Linked DNA regions of Sus scrofa: regions 1 and 3 are each linked to region 2. The links are chromatin contacts, called in public HiChIP or PLAC-seq maps. All regions are on one chromosome and are shown on one strand. Each heading gives the region's core, a stretch centred on a gene start, on an enhancer-like site or on the middle of the called end of the contact. The rest is flanking DNA. Distances are from core to core; before and after follow the strand shown.

Evidence for each region. HiChIP or PLAC-seq counts read pairs in DNA pulled down with a chosen protein or histone mark.
Region 1: an H3K27ac HiChIP or PLAC-seq map of skeletal muscle shows a contact between it and region 2. The contact joins two enhancer-like sites. A contact is called at or near these places in 3 of 47 Hi-C or Micro-C datasets (liver, mesenteric adipose tissue and skeletal muscle) and 1 of 2 datasets of contacts at active chromatin or transcription factors (skeletal muscle).
Region 3: an H3K27ac HiChIP or PLAC-seq map of alveolar macrophages shows a contact between it and region 2. The contact joins two enhancer-like sites. A contact is called at or near these places in 1 of 5 promoter capture datasets (liver) and 1 of 2 datasets of contacts at active chromatin or transcription factors (alveolar macrophages).

What each region holds. Positions count from the first base shown.
Region 1 is chr7:12,189,004-12,191,918 of Sscrofa11.1, forward strand. All of the region lies in intron 1 of LOC106504328 (a long non-coding RNA gene), which reads left to right. Among named protein-coding and RNA genes, the nearest start is that of GMPR, 64 kb to the right of the region's middle. Within about 2 kb of position 1,293, at least 2 of the 83 cell types and tissues checked have an H3K27ac peak or open chromatin away from gene starts, as enhancers often do. A contact at or near this core is called in skeletal muscle, where this site is marked.
Region 2 is chr7:11,728,920-11,731,945 of Sscrofa11.1, forward strand. LOC110261785 (a long non-coding RNA gene) reads right to left here. Exons shown (of 5, transcript XR_002346323.1): 3 at 682-892; 4 at 1-79. Among named protein-coding and RNA genes, the nearest start is that of DTNBP1, 10 kb to the left of the region's middle. Within about 2 kb of position 1,547, at least 18 of the 83 cell types and tissues checked have an H3K27ac peak or open chromatin away from gene starts, as enhancers often do. A contact at or near this core is called in alveolar macrophages and skeletal muscle, where this site is marked.
Region 3 is chr7:11,340,762-11,343,800 of Sscrofa11.1, forward strand. No RefSeq gene overlaps it. Among named protein-coding and RNA genes, the nearest start is that of JARID2, 16 kb to the right of the region's middle. Within about 2 kb of position 1,735, at least 17 of the 83 cell types and tissues checked have an H3K27ac peak or open chromatin away from gene starts, as enhancers often do. A contact at or near this core is called in alveolar macrophages, where this site is marked.

The sequences.
Region 1 (2,915 bases), core at 43-2,542, 460 kb after region 2:
AGTGGTTAATGAACCCAACTAGTATCCATGAGGATGAGGTTTCAATCCCTGGCCTTGCTCAGTGGGTTAAGAATCCAGCCATGAGCTGTGGTATAGGTCGAAGACACAGCTCGGATCCCACGTTGCTGTGGCTGTGGTGTAGGCCAGCAGCTTCTGCTCCAATTGGACTCCTAGCCTGGGAACCTCCATATGCTGTGGGTGTGGCCCTAAAAAGGCAAAAAAACCAAAAACAAAAACAAAAACTTACAGAAGAATTTCAAGAATGATATCAAGAACTTCCCTATACCCTTTACTGAGGTTTGTGTTTACCAGTGTTTAACACTTGCCACACTTGGAATGCTTGTGCATATATGCACTCTCTCCAACTCTGTGCCACATGCACAGATACACACACACACACACACACACACACACACACACACACATTAACCTGAACCATTTGAGAGTACTCTGCAAACATCATGTCCCTTTACTCTTCAATTGTTCAGTGGGTGTGTGTTTTGGTCATGCCCATAGCATGTGGAATTTCTAGGACTAGAGATTGAACCTGCACCACAGCTGTGACTGGAGCCACTGCAGTGACAATGCCAGATCCTTAATGCACTGCACCACCAGGGAACTCCCAGTGTTTATTTTCTAAGACCAAAGCAGTTATCAAATTCAGGAAATTTCATATGACATAGTACTCCAATCCACAATCTTAGGACAATTTCATCGATTGTCCTAAGAATATCCTGCAAAGCAATTTTTGGTATATTATCCAGTCCCACAACACACTTCAGAAACTAAGAAATCTCTATATTAATTGGAAAACATTTTGTCGTTATGAATTTATTTTTAACGTGAGCTTTTCATAAAGTTTATTCAAAAAACCATCAACCTATTCCCTTTAAGGAAATCAGTCCAGTCTTGGCAGGACTAGGTTTGTGAAGACAAATTCCCTTATCCATTCACTGCAGCATCAAGGCAAAAAAAAATAAAAGCGAAAAAAAAAAAGCCAACTGTTACCTTTGGAAGGGATATGGAATGAGATCCTGCTGTATAGCATTGAGAACTATATCCAGTCACTTGTGATGGAGCATAATAATGTGAGAAAAAGAATGTACATATGTATGTGTGACTGGGCCACCTTGCTGTACAGTAGAAAATTTATCAGAACACTGTAAACCAGCTATGATGGAAAAAATAAAAATCACTAAAAAAAAAAAAAAAGAGTGGAAGATCTGGAACCGATTTGGAACTATCTGTTCACTGTGTGCCAGTGGCTTAGGAAGTGAAGGAAAACAAACTTATTTCCCACTTCTCTGTCAAAATCCTGGCATACAGTGGACCCTGTGTAATCTCAATTAATTGCAGAATCTGCAGAATCTTTATTGATGAATGGGCATTTTTTTTTAACCCATGCTGACCATTTGAAATTTAAAATTAGCAGTGTAATTCTATTTACTGGGCCACTGATTGAAGGGAAATTGCACTCAGCTGATGAATTTCCATGTTGTGAAATGGGTCATGGCAACAGATGGCCTTCCAAGAAGCAAAAAATAACTTTGGAGTTGGTTGCTCTTTCTCCTGGCTTCTTAATTGAACCCTGCTGCCTAAGTGCCTGACTGCTCAAATGAGGTCAGGGAAATTTAGGGTGTCAAGATAGATAATCCAAGGGAACTGGGAGTTGTTAAGGAATTATTTGATCTTAACATAAATTACCATATATCAAAATCTGAATATAAAGCTAATGCTAGGTATTAAATCATAATTAACATTTATTTATTAAGTACTAACACTGGCACTATTCTAAATACTTGACATGTATTGACTTGTTGGTACCATAGACTTAATCAGTAAGGATCATTACAGTGCACATTTTACAAGTGAGAAAATAGACTTGGAGAGTAAATTGGCCAAGTTCAAAATAAATATTCAGTATAACAAAAGAGAAAAACATTTAATGGAAGTCCCAGGAGATTTTATCTATGTAAAAGTCATATATGTATAGTGTTTTCTAAATATGTATAGTGTTTTCATTTCCCAGTTAAAAAAAAACGAAAAAGAAAACAAAACGAGGGCAGGAGCTGCTGCTGTGGTATTATGGGATTGGCAGTGTCTCTGCAGCACTGGAATGCAGGTTGTATCCCCAGCCCAGCACACTGGTTTAAGAATCTGGCATTGCAACTGCAGCATAGGTCACAGCTGCACCTTGGATCTGATCCCTGGCTGGGAACTCCATATGTCATAGGGCAGCCAAAAAAAGAAAAAACAACAGCAAAAAAACAAGGGCATCTTGAAGAAATGACTCTTTCCAGGACCGGTGCTGGAAAAGTACAAAAAGAGCCTAATACATCCTGTCATACCAAAACACCAGAAATAGGTTAAAATCTGTTTGGATTGTCTCAAAAAGACTTGGGAGCATTGGGCAAAAAGAGACACATTTGATCAATAGGTGTGGTAATTTAAAAGGATTTGAGGAGTTCCCATCTTGGCACAGCAGAAACTAATCTGACTAGGAACCATGAGGTTGCAGGTTCGATCCCTGGCCTCACTCAGTGGGTTAAGGATCCAGCGTTGCTGTGGTGTAGGCTGGCAGCTGTAGCTCCAATTAGACCCTTAGCCTGGGAACCTCCATATGCCATGGGGTGTGGCCCTAAAAAGACAAAAGACAAAATAAATAAATAAATAAATAAAAGGATTTGAATACACAGAACATGTTTACTTAAACACATAGACTGTCTAAATCCTATGGTTCATAATAATAACACAGTAAGACACTGATATTCTCGAAAGGCTCAGGGAACCAATGTACTATTTTGAAAACTTCTCAGTAGAAAGAATCAAACTGTTTTGTCTTTTCTATAGAAACTGTATTTCAGTGTAACCAAGTATTTAACAAGAGGAATTTTCTTTTTATGGAAGCAAGCTAG
Region 2 (3,026 bases), core at 297-2,796:
TTCCCTGTTAGCTGCAGCTCCCCTGGCAGGGCCATGCCAGTTACCCGTCACACCTCCTCTCTCCCAGGCTGGCAAGGCCCTACAGGGAGGGAAGAGAGAAGGCAGAGAGCCCACGGGTGTTAGGGGCAGAGCCGGGCACCCCTGCACCAGGCTCTCTGGACGGAAGTGGGAGGTTATACGGTCCCTGCCTGGGACCCCACTGAGGAGACTCAGGGATGAGGGTGGGGGAAGGACACTCCCCTTCACGGGGAGGAGAGGCTTCCCAGGGCAAATGCGAATAAGAGACCTGGGACCCCACTGTGGGGGTGAAGGCGGGGACGTAGGCTGGGGCTTGGGCCTCGTCCTCTCTATTGGCCAAACCCAAATGCCTGCTTCTGTCTTTGGTCACAGGCACTGGCTCACCCCAGCTCGTTACCAGCCTCACTGCCTCAAACGCAGAGGACGAAGGCACTGCCAGAACGATCTCGGGAAGACGACCAGCTTTTGAGGCCCCTGCCTGGCACGGGAATCTAAGCAGGGGCCGCTGAGCCCACAGCGTTCACCGGGGGAAATGACCTTCCGCGGTGCCCAGCCTCAGAAAAAGGTCCCAAAGCCCCGGCTGACTTCTCTCCCGTTCACACTCTCTGAGAAAGGATCTCAGGAGGAGCGGGTCCCGCTTCACTAGGGTCTGTATCATTTTACCTGGAGGAGCACAGCAGGGACCAAATGGTGGAGGCAGCACGTCATCTTGGAGCAGGTCTTCTAGAAGCCTTTGCATGGCCTCTTGTATCATGCAGCTCACGGCAGACAGGCATCCGCTGCTCCATTGAAAGGGTGTAATTCGTTTCGGTAGATGGATCTTAAAGGTTCCGGTGCAGAGGTTCACAAATTTGCATAAAATCCATGGAGCCTCCTGAAAAGCCAGACGCAGCAGTGCCCCACACCCCGTCCCTTTGGAAGTCAGCCAACATTACAAAACATCCAGGGGGACAGGGTGTCTCGCTGAGGTCAGATGATCAACAGACTTGACTAGGGGGACCCCAGGGGGATCACCTTGGTGGAAAGGGAGGCAGGGGAGGCTGGGGAAGAGAAGGTTATGCTGGTCACCAGGGGCCGCAGCACCGCCTGAATTCTATCAGGAAGGGGCTACTCTGGGCACAGTGAAGAGAGAGTGAGTGTGTGTGTGTGTGTTTGTAAACAGAGACCCGAGTAACAAAAATGACCTTGTTGGGAGCCCAGACTGCCTTTAGTAGGGACCAATCTGTACCTAGTAAGTAGTAGTTATCCTCTAGCCTCCTGGGGATGAAGCTAAATTCTGACTCCAGCCAAGATAAAGCAAATCTGGCTCTTTGAACTAAGACAACCTCTGAGTCTGGGGATTTATCATGGGGGGAGGGCCACCGTGGAGAGAAGAAAATGCATTCAAGTGGTAGATGACTTAGAGGCAGATCTGAATAATAATTTTACCCCGAGCTGGTGAAGCAAGGTACCCTGGCATCTTGGAGGTGAGCCCTGAGGGAGCAGTAAGTCAGAAGCGTGTTCCTGTCCCCGCCCCTTGTCTGTGCTCTTAGGGGCAGAGTCTGGGAAACGTGAGTCACACTGACTGTTTCCTCTTTTTGAAGTGGCCTGTCTACTCTTGGGGAAGCATAAACCATCCTGTCTTCATCTTTTAATATAGAGCATTGCCGTTAAGTGTCTGCAATACTTTATTGCATCTTCATTGTTGCAGCCCTAAATCAAATCAGATCTGAGAGCTTGTCTCACCGGCCAAATGGAATTCAGCCAAGGATCAGATCCAGACTTCAAACTGGTCCTCTTTTTTCTTCTCTTCACTGTCACTTCTTTATGTTCTTTTTGCATTTTCTCCAAGCCTGACGATGTGTTTTGAATGGGAAGAGAGTTTCCATGAGCTCCCTATTTCACCCTCACTAAATTTAACTTCCAATATAAAGTCTCGAGTTCTTTGCCCTAAAAATAGGTCGGGGCTGAAATGGGAGCAGAAGTGAGGCTCAGCATCAGCTGTGGTTTCAATCAACAGAAAACCATAGACGTTAAATGCCAGTGAGTTCCCGGTGTCCTACCCCTGCTTGGCCTTGGCATCCACCTCGTTGCAGGGTGGGGGTGGGGTGTGGGCACTGGGTCCAGACAGGTCACTGCTCTGTCCAATCAGAATTAAACCACTTTTTTTTTTTTTTGTCTTTTGTTGTTGTTGTTGTTGCTATTTCTTGGGCCACTCCCGCGGCATATGGAGGTTCCCAGGCTAGGGGTTGAATCGGAGCTGTAGCCACCGGCCTACGCCAGAGCCACAGCAACGCGGGATCCGAGCCGCGTCTGCAACCTACACCACAGCTCACGGCAACGCCGGATCGTTAACCCACTGAGCAAGGGCAGGGACCGAACCCGCAACCTTATGGTTCCTAGTCGGATTCGTTAACCACTGTGCCACGATGGGAACTCCAGAATTAACCCACTTTAAGGCACACAAAATAGCACAGTCTCTGGCGGGCACGACTCATCCTCTGAAATATTTTGGAAAACTAGCCAATTTACCCTGGGAAATTTGAGCTTATATGAAAATTCTGGAAAAGGAAACAAATATTAATGATAGGCTTCCTGCCAACAAACTCAATCCAATATGCCTGATCGACTTTTAGCAAAAATATTATGCTAAATATATCTTGTTGAAATGAAGCCTTAAGCTCTAGCAATTAAAATAGCATGTCAAAGTCTCTTAATTCATTTTTCATAAAGCAAATTTCCAGCATTCCTAAAATACACACACAGGTACACACACACACACACACACACACATTATTTAAAGAAATTCATGGGAGTTCCCTCATAGCCTAGTGGTTAAGGATCCAGTGTTACCACTGTTGTGGCTCAGGTTACTTCTGTGGCTCAGGTTCCATCCCTGGCCTAGGAATGTATGCAAGATATGGGCATAGCCAAAAAAAAAAAAAAAAAAAAAAAAAAAGAGAGAGAGAGAGAGAGAAAGAGATAAAAAGAGAAAGACGACAGAAAGACAGATAGATGCTGAGAAAGAA
Region 3 (3,039 bases), core at 485-2,984, 390 kb before region 2:
GTGTAGGTCGCAGATGCGGCTCTGATCTGGTGTTGCCGTGGCTGTGTCATAGGCCGGCAGCTGTAGCTCCCATTCGACCCCTAGCCTGGGAACCTCCATATGCTGCAGGTGTGGCCCTAAAAAGCCAAAAAAGAAAAAAGGAAAAAGTTAAGGCCAAAGTGAGAATGGAGAGAAGTGGACAGGTTTGAAGGGTGCTTTATAGAAGGAAGAGTCAGTCAACTGATTGCAGTTTGGGCCAGGAGGAGTTTGGAAAGAGGAGTCAAAAATGACATCAGGGGTGTCCCAACTGTGGGGCAATGGGTTAAGGATCTGGAGTTGCTGCAGCTGTGGTGTAGGTCTCAGCTCCAGGCCGGATTCAATCCCTGGCCCAGGGAACTTCCATATGCCTCGGGGGCAGCTGAAAAAGAAAAAAAAAAAAAAGACAACAGAGCTTCTCCCCCACCCCTTTTTTTTTTTTTGGCTTTTAAGGGCCACATGTGTGGCATATGGAGGTTCCCAGGCTAGGGGTGGAATTGGAGCTGCACCTGCCAGCCACAGCCAGAGCCACAGCAAAGTGGGATCCGAGCCATGTCTGTGACCTACGCTGCAGCTCACAGCAACGCCAGATCCTTAACCCACTGATCGAGGCCAGGGATCAAACCCACATCCTAATGGATATTCAGTTGTGCTGGCTGTGCCACCACGGGAATTCCCAGCATTCCTCCTTGATTTCAGAGCAGCTGCCCCCCTACTTCCATGAAATCCCAATTTAATAGAGTTATTCTTTTTTTTTTTTTTTCTTTTTAGGGCCTCACCTGAGGCATATGGAGATTCCCAGGGTAGGGGTGGAATTGGAGCTACAACTGCCGGCCTACACCACAGCCACAGCAATGCCGGATCCTTAACCCACTGAGTGAGTCCAGGGATCAGACCCGCATCCTCATGGTTCCTAGCCAGATTCATTTCGGCTGCACCAGGACGGGAACTCCTTTTATTTTTGCCCTTCAACAAAGCTTCACCCCTGCTAAGGAAGTCGTTCAGGTAGGGTTAGCTTAACTCCACGAAATTCAAGGTAAACGTCTTGTGCTTAATGAGGTCAGTCAGGGACACTGCCTCCAAGGGTGTCAAAGAGGCAGCATGGCTGGTGGATTGAAAGGGTTTGGAGGAGACAGAGCAGTCAGCTGGCCTCCCTCCAAACTGCTTCTTCTCTGGCCCTTGTGGAGAGGAGCCAGGGTCAGCCATTCTGTCTCTCCTTCACCCCACACCACGGACTTTCTCCACTTCAGCGATCAGGAGAATCAGGCTGACCCATTTTCTCCCTGACAGGTAGCCCCAGCCACCAGCTAGGGCAGGGCTCTGAAATAAGTGAGGTAAGTGAAACCTTAGCTACTGTCCCCAGAGAGCAAGAGCTGTTTAGAAAGCTTTTGCTGGAGTTTCCGTTGTGGCACAGTGGAAACAAATCCAGCTAGCATCCATGAGGATGCATGTACGATCCCTGGCCTCACTTCGTGGGTTGAGGATCCAGCGTTGCCATGAGCTGTGGTGTAGGTTGCAGAGGAGGCTCGGATCCCATGTGGCTGTGGCTGTGGCCAGCAGCTGAAGCTGCAATTCAACCCCTAGCCTGGGAACTAACTTCCATAAGCCTTGGGTGTGGCCCTAAAAAGCCAAAAAAAAAAGAAAGAAAAAAAAGGGAAGTTCTAGGAAGCTGAGCCAGGAAGGTCTATGATGACAGACCTAGGATTCTTGCCCAACAGGTCCATCAGGAAGCTCTGATTCTTGAAGTAAGGACTCCAGAGAAAAACAGAGGTCTAGCCAACCAGGTAAAGTCCCCAAGCCTCCCTTCACCTGCCCCTGTGCTGACAAGAACCTCCTCACCTTGGCACCTGGCACTGAAAATCTGGAGCAACTCAATTGTCTATTGATCCCTTAGGTTCTTGAGTCATTTTGGGCCGCAGAGAAAGATGTGCCTCGATCTTGGGCAAGATATAAAACTAGGCTTTTTTTTTTTTTTTTTCTTTTTCTCTCTAAACACCGAAACTAAGTTTTAAGGGAAGAAGAAACAACTATAGAAACCAAACAAAGCAACTCAAGAGAGCAAACAACTGTCCAAAACTGAAACAATTGTCTTTCCCCCACCCCCAGTTTCCCCTCCAAAAACCGGTTTCCCCTCTGAACTTCCCTATTTCTCTCAACAGTCACAGCCTTCTCTGAGCTGCTCGAGCTCAAAAAATTCAAAGGCTGATCCTTTCCGGTCCCTCATCCCACGTCACCACTGGCACCGAGTTTTATCTGTTCTTCCACTCAAAAGCTTTGTGACAGTCCCACCGTCCTGCTCCCTCCACCCCCAGAGTCTGGCCTTTGACCCTTCACCCCTCCGAGTGCCCTGCTAGCACGTTTCCACCTTTTAGTCTCCCATCAGCATGTTGTCTTCAAACTGCCATCCTGGCCACGTCCCACACCCACACCTTCTGAATAAGCCATGATCGCAGGCCTGCCCATCTCTCCAGACTCACCTCTGGTCACTTGCGCGTGTCCACCTTTGCCCAAAGCCAACCAATCTGTAGTTTCTGTACTGACCCGATCCCTGTCGCGTCGGGGCCTCGGCACCTGCTGTTCCTCTGTCTGCTTCTGTACCTGCCTAACTCCACCTCGTCCTCTGGTGTCCCTTCCTCTGGGAAGCCTTCCCTGATAGCCCAGGCTGGAAATGTCCAGCTCTTCTACCGTAGTGTTCCTGGCACTGCATTCGGGGACCCTGTCTCCCATTGCTAGACTGTGAGCTCCTTCCAGGAGAGCGTCTCTCCTCCCTCAAGACCCAGAGAAAGCACCCCATAAAGGGGGCTGAACCCCTGAGCCAACTCCAAGAGCCCCTTCTGAATGTTCTTTGCTTCTCTCTTTCCCCGCCTCCAATGCCTTTGGCAAAATCTCTCAGTCTACCCTGGGTGCCCTGCCCTCAAAAACAAAAGAAAGCACACACTTAAGGGAAAAATTCTTAGTGAAGCTGGCATTCATGGCTCTCTAGGCACCGCTTCCTCTCCATTCTCCACCCCAACCGTCTCCGCA